Linked DNA regions of Rattus norvegicus: region 2 is linked to region 1. Evidence: chromatin contacts called from public Hi-C data. All regions are on one chromosome and are shown on one strand. Each heading gives the region's core, a stretch centred on a gene start, on an enhancer-like site or on the middle of the called end of the contact. The rest is flanking DNA. Distances are from core to core; before and after follow the strand shown. Region 1 overlaps Trappc12 (trafficking protein particle complex subunit 12). Region 2 holds the start of Trappc12 (trafficking protein particle complex subunit 12).

Region 1 (6,376 bases), core at 11-2,510:
TATCACATGCAAGAACAGAGGGCTTTGTCTTGCAAGTGAGTATTCCTGGAAATATATTGTGGGACACTCAGAACTGGAACACATGAGCAGATTTCTTATCATTAAAAGACTGATTAATTAGGTCATTGTTAGCTAGCACAGGCCCCGCTATGCAGCCCAGCTACTGTGGTAATACTGGTTATGTCCACTAGATGGCAGCAGAACGCATGTGCTCGCATCCACTTCACTCAGAACATTTCTTTCACCCCTTTAACTCATGAAAAATCAAGATTAAACCAAACTTTTAATTTAAATTACATCCACTGTGGAAGTATTTTTGAGACATGATAATCTGTCCCGTACTGAGTCTTGGGTGACAGGATGCCACAGGCAGACGTTTGGTGCCTGCCTGTGCCTACACTACTGATGGTATCACTACTGCAGTAAAACAAAGAAACGCATTTTTATTACACTACTTTCTAACACAGCATCTCAGAAATGCAAGCTGAGTGCCCTGCAGCAGAGCAGTGACTTCCTCCCTGAGGAGCTTCAGCTTGTGGTTGGGTACCACCAGTGCTGTAAGCCTAAGCAGGCTTGGCAACCAAGACTCAGAGACGCCCAGGAGACACTGGATGCTCACTGTGTTTTCTAAGGTTGCCACTGGCCACAGCAGTGCTGAGAGGCAGGCCTGTACAGGGGGCAGTGGGACAGAAAGAAGCAGGCCCCTCTTGGCTGAGGGCGGCAGCACACGGGGAGGTGGGGCAGGCTCTGCAATGATGTCACCAGGGAGGCAGCGGAGAGAAGAGACCAGAACAAAGTGGCCCTGCAGGCAACAGACCATGTGCAAATGTCTCAGGCACAGAACTACAAAATCTGTAATGTGTTCAGAAGTGGGAAAGAGCTATGAGGACGATGGCTGGGAGAGATGCTAGGAAACCTGTTCTTCCTGTGTCAAGGTCACCTACCAGATGAGCCTGTCTACACCCAATGTCACACATCACACGTCTGCAGAGGTGCAGAGGATGCACACTGTCCTATGGCTGGGCTGTGGCCACACACTTTCCTGCCAAATGCAAGGAGATGGCCGCATGGAGGGCTGCCAGTCGGGCTAAAGCGAGGGGTACGTCTTTCCACTTGGTAAGCTGCCCGCTGGCGGACGCTCAGTCAGAGCAGGATGACCTTGGCTGTGGGAGGAGTGATGAGCTGTCTCACCACAGCTCGGAAGGTGTTAAAGGCACTGCTCTGGGCGTCTGCTGCTGACAGATTCTGTGGCGGCTTCAGTGCCTGCAGCTGGCAGCAAGGCCGCCAGCTCTGTGGCAGGCCCCCCGTGCCCAGGGCGGGAGGCAAGCCAGGCATGGGACGTATTCAAAATGAGAGAGAAGCCTGAAGACACGGCTGCCTGCGCTGGCAGGGCCTGGGTGGAGAATAGACTGGAAATACAGTGACTGACAGCCCGGCTGGGCTCCCTGATTCACACTGGCTCCTCAGGTGCAAAGCTCAGAGAGAGCTTCTCACAAGTGGGTCTGGTGGGAAAGCCTGCCGTCAGATGTCAAAACCATCAATCATTTAAAAAAAATGACCCTCACACTAAAACAGGCAGAACAAAGGACACTTTTCTGGATGGAGTTCAGAGGAAAACGGGGGGGGGGGGTGGTGGTGGTGGTGGAATGAGCAGTTTTAATTAGAACATTTAGACCTAGGCCCGTGCAATTAAATTCAGTAATATAAACTGTTTTCTGTGGAAATTTTAAAGTGACAAGTTAGGCCCCCAAGTGAGAGTTAACTCTACTGAGCAATCTAGGCCATGATGAACACTGCCGGGGCCCACGGCTCACTTCCTTGTCAGGCCTGTCGGAACACACAGCACCTCTTGCAGCCTCCAGCTGACACTGTCTGCTAGAACAAGGTGCACTACAGCTCAGCCGCCCACATACCTTCATCAGGAGCAGACAGTTTGCCATGGAGTACAGCACTCGGCCCAGACGAGACCTCCACAGCTGAACAGAGGCTGCAGGAGAGAGAGGTGTGAGTGTGCACAAGCAACTGTGCTCCTGCGAGCGAGCTGGCAACTGCCGCACCCCATGTGCTGGAACGAAGCCCCCGCCTCCCAGTCTATCCTCACCAGGTCTCACCCTATGCTTCACTGGACACAGGAGACAGTGTTCTCAGTGGGATGCCCAGAGTGGGCTCCCATAAGAGACCATCTGCACAGACGCAGCAGGAAATACAGCCCAGCTTAGACAGAGGCCAAGCAATAATCGGGAGCCCACAACCCTACTCCTGTGAGCATGTCTGATGCAGACACAGCACGTCTGCTGCCCAGGGTCGAGGCTGACCCATGCACACAGCCCGCCTGTGTCCAGCAGCTGCATGGAAGCTGGGTTTAGTGGCAGTTTTGTCTCTGCAGCCTGGAACGGACCACTTTCCTAGGCCTTTAGTTTCAGATAGGAACAACACTGGTCTGCCTTTCTCACAGGCTTTACTGAGGGTGGACACCGGTAGTGGCCACAAAAATGCTCCATGGATAGAAGGATAGAAGCACTCCCACTCGAAGACAGGATATGTCTGGTAGCCACAATTATGGATGCAGCAGACAAACAGTGCACCTCTCTGCTCAGGTCTGATACCAACCATCTCCTGGTTCAGAACCTTCTCTGACCATCTCTTCTTTGGTTCTCAAACTGGCTCTATGTGAACTCACTGTGCTTGGAATGATCCCTTCATAGACATTTGATGTGAGGGGAGGGCTGACTGATCGTTCTTGGGATCATCAGGAGTAAGAGCTGAGGTGCACTGCCTGCATCAACTCGGGCAAACAGATAAGTCTCAGAGTCTAGTTATCAGCAGGACATACTCACGTAAATGCACACACATGCATGCACACATGCACACACACACACACACACACCCATGCCACACATGCATACATTACATATCAATTACCTGGTACGCAGCACACATACACACCTGACCCTTCACACCCAGGGAATCATAAACTGAAAGGGACTGGCTGGCTCCTTGCTGGGGTATTCAGCATACTGTAGCCAGAATAACTGCTATGGTAGAAATGTACTGGGGACATAATCCTTAAAGCCACATGTTGATGGTTTATTTATGTATTAATTATCACTATTACTACTATTGTTGTTGTTTCTGGAGATAGGGTTTGTCTGTGTAGCCCTGCTTTGTAGACCAGGCTGGCCTTAAACTTACAGAAATCTGCCTACCTCAGTCTCTCAAGTGCTGGGATTAAAAATGTGTGGCACCATGCCTGGCCTCACTGGTTTTATAACGGAGCTAAGAAGACACTTCCTTGTCTCATCGTGTGCTGCCTACTTCCTGTTACAATGCAGAAGACCTCGCCACATGCCAGCACCATCTCATGGGCATCCCAGACTCCAGAACCGTAAGCCAGGTACGACTCTCTCCTTTATAAATTAACCAGAGCTGGGTACTTCATTACAGCAAACGGAATCCTCTTAGCGGCTGATCTGCCCCTACAGTCCACCATGTGTCCACAGGTGACTGACTGCCAGTCAAGGTAGCATGACAGATCGGGATGTTCAGCCACTGACAGTTCACACTGTGGCTCCCTTCCCCTCCTGTTATGCAGATCTGCCCAGCCAAATGGAAAGTCCCAGTGCACCAAGGAGCTGGGCTGGGCCATCCTCAGCCTGTTTGTATTTCTCATCATTGGGTAAAACCCCTCGTTCTTCCTCTCGTCTACCCAGAGTAGATGCTACCTGGGAAACGGGGGAAGGGATCATTCACTGTTGGGTAAGAGTGGGAACCAATTGTACTGCTGAGCCTTGCAAACCTGAGTGATCAGTGTTCAGCTATCAGAAGGGCAATGCTCACCTTGCCTGCTTTCCTGGGTGACACTGCTCAGACCACCGTCTTCAGCTAAGCCTTGCTCCAAGTTGGCCAGGATCTGCAGACATTTCAAACAAGGACAACAAAATTGTAAGTGGATTTGTGGCTGCGCTGTCATCATAAGTTTCAGACACAGCAAATTTCTCTGGGTGAAAACCAATCAGGCAGGGAATGTTCACAGAGACTCGTCTATTGCATTGTGATGTCGCCCAGTTACCAGGAGGTGACGAGGAGAGTGGAGCCCTATTCTCTGGTGGAATTTAGGCTTGTGAGACTCGCAGAGCCTTCTCAGACACGGAACACAGTGGGTGTCCAGCTTTTCTTTTCATGAAAAGCATCACATGTGCTGCACACAAGAGTGGTTAACTTCTGTGGGAACATCAGCCCCGCCCTCCTCCAGGGTGCCACCCAGCTTACAGTCTTTCCTTTAGCACTGGGTCCATTCTGTGAAGCTGTCACTTTGCATAGTTTTTATTGTTTGGTTAAAACCTTCCTTTGTTTCATCTGTATTTGGGTTTTCCCTGAAAGAAAAGCTGCTATGGTCCCTGTGGTGTGAGGAAAAGATTAATTATTATTGGTATTATTATTATTACTTTGAAGGGTAGAGTGAGAATATGTGTTAAGAATAGTCTATGTGTAGGAGAACCCTGCTTTCCTCCCCCACCTGCTTGGTGACGTCACCCCAGCAGTTACCCCAGGAGGCGGGTAGGCAGTGGAAGACACCACTGCGTGTCATCTCTCCACTCATGCATGCCACACTGGGCACCCTCCTTTGTAAAATCATTATTCTGTATGAGCAAGAGAACAATTAGCTGTGGACTGTGACTTGGGAAACACTTGGGGCTCAGGACTGTGACCTCTGAGAGATTCAGGGGACAGACACAGGGTTAAAGACTTGGAGGGAAGGATGTGACCTTGGAGGGAAGGATGCCAGATCCAACCAGGTCAAATGACATTTCCAGCTAATCTGTCTTCTGATGAGTAATCATGACGGCAGAAACTGACAAGGGAATAAAGTCTTAATCCCCTAGGCTGGAGTGGAGAGAGCCAGGAAGAAAGGGAAGGGATCCGGGACAGCAGAGGGCACCAGCATTCAGGACTGAGTCTGAGAGCTCAGTGAACTAGGACAAAGGCTGACATTTACATCTAGGGAAACACACACACACACACACACACACACACACACACACACACACACACACACACACACACACAACTGTGTACCAGGCTACCACACCATGTATCTCAGAACATACTCAATCTCTGTACTAGGCCTTCAGGGCTGGGGGAAGGCTGCATCCGTGGAGCCCTGGAGAGCTCAGCCAGCACCCACTGGGAGGGTGGAACCTGCCTGCTGTTCTGGCTGTGAGAAGTGGGGTACTTCAGAGGATCAGCAGCAGAGAATCAGGGAACATGGAGGGGCTTCCCACTGCCGTGTATGAGGCAGTGCAAATGGAAGCTACTGGCAGTGGAGGTGGGAAAGGCAGAGCCACCGAGGATCTACTGCCTGTTCTGGGCTCTCCTGGCCTTGTGACAGTCTGGGGAGCCCCCCCCCCCATATGGTTATGGCTTAGATGTGAAATGGTCCCCCCCCCCCTTTATGCCCATGTCCTAAACTGGTGGCACTACTGGGAGGTTCTAGAAATCTCACAAAGTGAGTCTTAGCTGGTGGAAGCAGGTACCAGGAAAAGGTCCTTGGGACCATCTGGTTCCCCAGCATTTATGTTAAGTGCCTGCTTGTGCCATACAATCTTCCTATGATGCTCTGCCAAAGCACGTGAGGTCCAGCGACTAGTCTGAAACCACAAATCAAAACGACCTCTGTACCTTAAAGTGGTTTGTGTTGGGCATGGGTCGCAGCACTTTTTAAGAACAGTAGCAACTAACACAGTGGTGTCCACACAGCACGAAGGGCTCGAGCAGATTACCGCCTTTCTCAACCCTTGTAAGTTGGGTATGGAGTATGTGCAGAGCTCCAGGGTCTGCAGTGTCCCAGGCCACTAAGGGCTTGAGCACCAGTGGGAAGGACACCCACCCAAGGTTCTGAACACAGACATGAGAAAGGCATGTCCAGTGCAGGTTTCTGACCCTTAGTGGCTGTATCTGCATCATTAAGAAAATGTAGATATTGCAGGGAAAGGCTGAACTTGTGAATACGGTGTGCCTGCACCTCCACCCATGGGTCCATCTTGCTCTGGAAACAAGAACCAGAGATCAAGTATCAGCTAGACCCCGCTCAGCAGGCACAATGTGTCACGGTGTTCTGGAACATGCGCTGAAGGCAGAGGCTCCACTAAGCACAGATGGCAGAATGATATTGCTTTGAATCAGGTCTATAGGAGGATGACTGGCACTTCTGTGTTTTGGATAAACCTGAAGGCAAAAGGATCTCTTTCACCTCTACCAGATTTAGATAAAGAGTGTATTGTAGCCAACACCCCCTTAGTGGGGATGAGACAGGAGGGTCTGCAGTTGTGTGGCTCTCACTTGCTCCTTCACCTCCCACTTTCCCTGCTCCCCTGCC
Region 2 (6,750 bases), core at 3,857-6,356, 55 kb after region 1:
GGACCTAACAGACTACTAGGCCCTAGCAACACAAATCTAAACATGTCACCAGACAGCATCGGAGACCTATGGCAAGTGCTCCCTCCTTCCTACTTCGCTGCAACAGCCTACCTCATGTCCCCACACATGTATCTGCTAAGTGACTTGATCCATGACTTTCTTTTGTTCTATGACTGTAGAGGTACATATACAAGTGCTTCTGTGTTGGAACATGTTATTCAAGGTGACTTAAGTCCACATTCCCAGGCCATGGTCACTCACATTTGACTCTGAATAAACTATCTTTTATTTTATTCCCTTTGCAGTAAGAGCTGCATTTTGCATGATGATTGTAAAAACCTGGTTTGCATGGAAAGCCAAGAGGAAGAATTCTTTGTCAAACCAATCTCAAGCCGTTGGCAAAAATACTCTACAGCACTTCAAAGTGAAGTGCAATCATTTTTCTTTTCTACCCCAGGAACACAAAGATTTTCCAGCACAATGTAGAACTGACGAGAAATGGAGCAGGGGAACATCCAGCACACGAGCAGCTCTGAGGTGTGGGTGTGTTAGCTCAAACTCCACTTCCCATAAAGTAGAGGTGAGGAGGACAGGGTAACTTAGAGGAGGCAGAAAGAAAACAACAGCATCATAGTTGACCCTGGGAAGGGGCTCTACGTGTTGTGGGTGCTCCCAAACCCAGCTGGCCAATCAATGCACTACTACTCCATGGTGGCTTCAGGAAAGGGCTGGAGTAACTAAAGCCGGGATGAGGAGGGTGGATCATAGAGCCTCCAGATTTGACCTCATTGAAGGTAGCCCTGCTCAGTCATGTTTCGAGACAGGATTTCTCTGTTTAGTCCTAGCTGTCCTGGAGCTCCCTCTGTAGACCAGGCTGGCCTCGAACTCACAAGATCCTCCTGCCTCTGCCTCCTGGGTGCTGGGATTAAAGGTATGCCCCACCAGGCCTGGCCTTGGCCAATTTCTTAATGGCCTACATCTGGAGAAGATACTCTTTCATTATATAACACTGCCCAGACCCTGCAGACACTTAGCAATTTGCTAACCTCCCAGTGCTTTTGAGAACTAGGGTAAACCAACCATTGCCTCAAGTTGACCCTCTGGGGAACCATTAGGTTAAGGCCTCCTGCCCCGCCCTCCCCTGCATTCCATGGGCTAGAGGAAGGGAGCAGGGTAAACAACAGACACTGGAAGGCACTGAAGGCCACCTTGCTGCTCCAGGAAGTAAGAAGTAGGTAGGACCTACATGCCTAAGAAGCACACTCGGTATGCTCTGCTTAGGAGGCTGCAGTTATAGCTGTTGTCAAGCTTAGTAACTAGGGCAGCCAGAGTTAATACAGGTCTCCCTGTTATACACGTTTCTAGAAAGAGATTACATCCAGTGACAACATATGGACATAGAAATATGCCTCGTCTTACCTGAATGTTGTCAAACTTGAGGCCGGGCATAGTGAGGTTCTCCTTGTCTATGAACACGGTGCCATACTGCTGGGTTGCTACTGACATCAGGACTTCTCTGGTTGCCTGACTGGGAAGCCATGCGTCATTCCTCCGGTCCATCTCGCTCATGCTCAGGGCTGTGGCGAAGGGGTCATCGCTCCCAGCAAACACAGCCTGGATCTGTGAGAATGGCTTTGGAGATTCAGGGACATCCAGAGCGGCCCGAGAGACACCAGATTCCGATCTATCCATCCTTGTAGAGTAAGATGGGCTGGTGGAATCGGGTGACTTTTCCCCTACAGGGGCAGTGAGTGAAGCCAGCTTTTCTGGGACCGGGGAACCAGCGTTGGGATTACTGACCGAAATGAAAGTAGAAGTTGTGAAGGAATCAAAGAAATCAGAGGCCAAGGAATTAGAGCTCATTGTATCTCCGAAAAATGTACTCAGGCTGGGACTGGGCTGGACCATGGGAGGAGGGGTCTTGGCTGATGTCTCGCTGGTGCTACTGAAACTGGGCGATTTCACCATCTGGGACTCGAAGCCATCTTGTAGAAACAAGTGTGGCTGGGAGGAAGTGGAGGTGGCCTGGCTGAAGATGGTGCAGACAGGCAAGGGCTCGTCTTTGGAGGAGGACTGACTGGAGGACACTTCTGAGGTCTGCTCTTCTCGGGGCACAAGGCTGTCTTTAGGCCCCACTTCCTCCGTGCCAGCATTCTCCAGTGCAGGCATGGCCGGCACATCTTCCTGGGTTGAGTCTTCCTTCAGGGAGGCTCTGCTATCAGGGGTCATGTCTGAGATGTCTCTGGGAGTATCGTCTCCATCGGTCTCACTGCCATTACTCAGGGTGTCCACCACTTCTTTGTCCGTGCTATCGGGCAGTCTGTGGTCGGTGGCACCTCTGGGCGGCTCCCCGACATCCTGCAGACAGCCGAGGTCGCCCACATCACCCTCGCTGTTGTTCGGAGAGTCAGAGATGAGCACGCTCTCCATCATGTGTTCATTAAGCTTATCTCCGAAGTTGTGAGAACCTTCGGATGTGGGCTCCGTCTCTTCAGACGCAAAGTCATCTCCACCGAGATCAATGGTCTCCTCATGGTACAGCGGCTGACCCTCCTCCTCCAGAGGCACAGGCTCTGAGATGGTTTCAGGACCGGCCTGGGTTGGAGGAGATGCCTCACTTGGGCTCTGCTCACCATCCTTAGCTGTTTCCATGTTGTCTAAAAATAGAGATAGTCGTGACTCACACCTCTGTTTATTTCATGTTTTGGTAAGTAACTTGCTTTTCTTTTCTGAGAGAGGCTCTCACGTAACCTGGGTGGACTTGAACTCACAACCTCTGCAGTTCCAAGACATAGGCTGTGCTTTTTATCTTGTCCCTCAATGAAACAAATGTTTAACAGTTCTGCATGTAAATGGCACAAAATTAAAAGTTTTTCTAGTTTACTTATTTTTAATTAGGATAAAATACACGTAAAATTTACTAGCCACCATTTTTAAGCATTCAGTTTAGTAACATTTAGTACATTCTCATTATTGTCCAATTTATCTCCAGAATTTTGGTCATCTTGCAAAACGAAGAGTTCTATACCCATTTAATGACCCCCTGAACTCACACACAGGCAAACACCATCCTGTTTCCCATCTTTTATTTTTCCTAGGGACCTCAAGTAAGTAGAATCATAAAGCATTCATCATGGCACCCTTGGTCCACTGCGATATATAGTGTAGCAGTGAGCAAGTGCTGTCTGCCCTTACTGTGAAGCTGGAATTTACCCCTCTCCTTCCCCCCATTTCAGGCCCAACCATGCCTATCTCATATTGTCCTCTAAGGGCCCTTGTCTGGGTACTGAGAACAGCAACACATCTTGACAGTAAAAACAAGCTCTTGACAACAGCTAGAAGGTAACCATTGGCAACAGACTATGAAGCTCATCCATGGAGACTGCTCTGCTCTGCCCAGGACCCTCCACTCAGAACTCCAGCAGGACTACTGCTCCGACAGCAGACTCATGGGGGATGTTGTGAGCACCAACTTGATGCCTTTTGCTCCCTCTTTCAATCAGGCTGCGGTAGTCGTCTCTATTGTTGGCTATTGTGAGCCCTGACTGGATGAGCTTTTGCTGTCTACAGGTTGCTTCAGTCTGCTGTGTGCTCTCTCTCTCTTTGCCTCCTAAATGCCCACTCATCGGAACTGGAAAGCACAGCCACCATAGTTCATTCTTCACTGTGCAGAACACCCATGCTGCAGCATGAACGGGCTTCCCTTCCCTCTGACAGGTGAATAGCAAAGGCACTGCAGGCGTGTGGCATTTACCTGTTAAGTGGATACTTGGGCTTCTTCTAGCCTCTAGCAATTGTGCCCAGTGCTTTTGTGAACAGGATGTGTAGGTTTACTTTTGAGCCTCTGGCTTGAATTCTTTGGTACAGCAAATTACTATTTCAATGGCCAGAGACCAACACGCTAGATCATGGCCATCACATTTTGATTGTTTGCTTTTAAAGACAGTGTTTCTCTGAGTACCCCTGCCTGACCTGGAACTCACTCTGTAGACCAGGCTGGCCTCGAACTCAGAGATCCGTCTGCCTCTGTCTCCTCAGTGCTGAGAGCAAAGGTGTGAGCCACCACTGTCAATAGTAATCACTTCTTTATTTTCAGAAGGAACTGCAGTTTTTCTACTGCAGTTTCCCCAGCTCCTGCAACAGCAGTATGCGCACTCCAATTTCACTACACACTGGCTGATACTTTTTTTTTTTTTGCATTTACTTAGCCTTTTAATATGTGTGAGAATTTGTTTCTATACAGCAAGGTCTTAGGTAACCTAAACTGGCCTTAAATTTGTTCCTGAACTTCCTGCCTCTACCTCCCAAATGCTGACAGGCTCAGCACCAACGCCTTGTCTTACTGTATTTATTCATTTGTGTATTTATGGTCAGAAGACAATCACCTGGAAGCAATCCTCTTCTCCCATCATGTGGGCCCTGTGCCAACTCAGGCTATCAGCACTGGTGGCAGACACCGAGACATCCTGTCAACTCTTGTTTTAGTTTTTAGACTTTATTCTTTTTTCTTTTGAGGAGTAGGGGTATCTCCCTATTTAGTCCAGACTTAAAATCTTTCCCATTGCAATCTCCTGAACGAAGGGTTTACAGGATTGAATCACTTTGCCCACACAACACTACTCATTCTCTAAGGCAACCCATCCTCTATCTCTTCTCCCGACTTTGGCTTACTGCAGTGCTTAATTGTGGGGACATGACAGACCGAGGACAGCAGGAGCAAAAGTTGGGGCAATACAAAAACATAGCATGGGAACTGGTGATATAACGCGGGGACCTACTAAGCATGCTCACGACCCCGCACTTTGTACACATAAAACCTAGGCCAGGAGGGTGTGTGCCTTGTCCAAAACCACAGGGAGCATTCAGAATTGGCTAAAGCCCAAAGAAATCAACCCCTGCTGGGGCTGCTCTACGTGGCCGAGAGCGGTGATTATGCGAGGACGCCGCCCTCCGTGGGAAGATCGAGGGTCCCGGCGACCCTCCTCACTGCGACCCGCTCCTCACCTGCCACCCGCCCCTGAGGTCCGTTCACCCACAGGCGAAAAGGGTCCGAAGAGCTGACGGAAGACGGGAAATAAACTCAAGATCCAAGGTCCCGCACTTGTGCGCCTGCGTATTCTAGCCACTGAGACCCGACTTCCGCACATGCTCAGTGCGGGAGCTGCTAGCTCTCCAAAGGAAACCGGGTGCATTTCCGGCCCAAGAGCTGTGGGCGGGGCCTAGGACCAAATTGTGTAGAGGATGGTCCTGAGATTAAAGAAAGTCATCTGTCCTTGGGCCTGTCACCCACCAAGAATGCTTTTTCCTAGAACTTTGTCTTTGTGCTTGCTGATTCTCCACATTTCCTACCTTGTGTCTATGGCAATGTGTGCTAACATCTGTAAAGTGGGGAGGAGTAAGGAGTGTCAAAAGTCAGCCTTGCTTGCTAAACTCGTGTTTGAGAACTGTTCTCAGCTCAAGGACCTTGCTTTCTTGATTTTTTTTTTTTTGTGTCACTTTTTTTTTCTCCTGACAATGTAAAAAGACAGCTCTCATCTCAAAGGGGAGAAGAATTTATTCTGGAGCCAATGTTGAGTGACTATAGTTTGGGAACATTGATTCAGGTTCCAAACCTTAAATTATGCCCAACACGATAACAACTTGATGACGTTTTACAACAACAACAACAACAACAACAACAACAACAACAAAAACCCGTACACTTGCCAAGCACACTTTGGAAGCAGTGGGTAGGTGGGTTACCACACAGCAGGGACCACTCTGCTGTAGGCCTCAGGTGCTATCTCATAACTTTTATAGTTTTGGGATTGGTAGGAACTAGTGGAGAGAGGTTTTATCAGAAAGTCAATGTGAGACACGGGTTGGCAGTGGGTGACTACTATTGGGGCTAATGGTAGCATCACAGAAACTGCTGTCACGCTGTCAAGAGATACTGGCAACAGTCACAGACACAGAAGAAACGCGTGCATAAGACTCAGAACTTCATAGAACCAGGCCAGTTAATTTCCTATGTTCATTCTAATCTTGCAGTGTTTTCCATGCCAGGACATACAGCTTTCCATCTCGGAATGCTCTGGATAGTGTAGATTGTGAGCTTAGCTGTGTCGCTGTGCACAACTGGGTAGTCGTGTGACGACGTGCACACCGCTCGCTGTACCTCCCTGCTCACCTACATCATCACTATCGTCTTGACTCAAGCTTGCAGCTGCTTATCTTTAAATGGACTTGCAAGAGCTTGCTTCTGAGGCTGAATCAAAGGTCCTGGCAGTAGGTTGGGCAGTGCCCTGGTGCCCAGGACCACGGTTTAGGAGTAAAGCACTGCCAACCAAAATGCCAATTTAACTGCTCTCCTTAGAGCTCAGGATCTGAGAACCAGGGAGCATCTTACAGCTTAAGAGCGCTGCCCTGATGGCCATACAGCCCCGCAGCATTTGTTCCTGGCCCCGCCCTCCAACCCAGGACCTCAAGGAGCAGCAGGCCCTCATGAGAGCCCCAAATGAGCATGCGCAGAACAGAGGCACAGCTGCTATTGGCCACCGGGGAGGAGAGTATTGATGACGTGGCAAAGAAAACAGGAAGTGAGCCGTCAGGGAGCCGGTCTCGGGCTCGTAGTCCATTTTTAGGCCGGGAATGAATGGGTTCTGGCCGATCCCTGGTGAGGCGGGACTCGGGCTCTAAGGCTTGAGTAGTTCGGCAGGCAGAGTATCATGGAAGACGACGCCCCGGTGATCTACGGGCTGGAATTTCAGG

The links. A called contact is a pair of places that touch in the nucleus more often than the background predicts.
Region 2: a contact with region 1 is called in a Hi-C map of frontal cortex, with 1.6 times the contacts expected there. The contact joins the promoter of Trappc12 here to the enhancer-like site in region 1. A contact is called at or near these places in 2 of 12 Hi-C or Micro-C datasets (frontal cortex and prefrontal cortex).

Annotation. Positions count from the first base shown.
Region 1 is chr6:51,058,886-51,065,261 of GRCr8, forward strand. It overlaps Trappc12 (trafficking protein particle complex subunit 12), which reads right to left. Exons shown (of 12, transcript NM_001398781.1): 7 at 3,838-3,910; 8 at 1,914-1,987. Among named protein-coding and RNA genes, the nearest start is that of Adi1, 27 kb to the left of the region's middle. Within about 2 kb of position 1,261, at least 34 of the 93 cell types and tissues checked have an H3K27ac peak or open chromatin away from gene starts, as enhancers often do.
Region 2 is chr6:51,110,191-51,116,940 of GRCr8, forward strand. It overlaps Trappc12 (trafficking protein particle complex subunit 12), which reads right to left and starts at 5,107. Exons shown (of 12, transcript NM_001398781.1): 1 at 5,005-5,107; 2 at 1,420-2,657. The coding sequence starts at 2,652. Eipr1 (EARP complex and GARP complex interacting protein 1) reads left to right here and starts at 6,637. Exons shown (of 9, transcript NM_001012192.1): 1 at 6,637-6,749. The coding sequence starts at 6,708.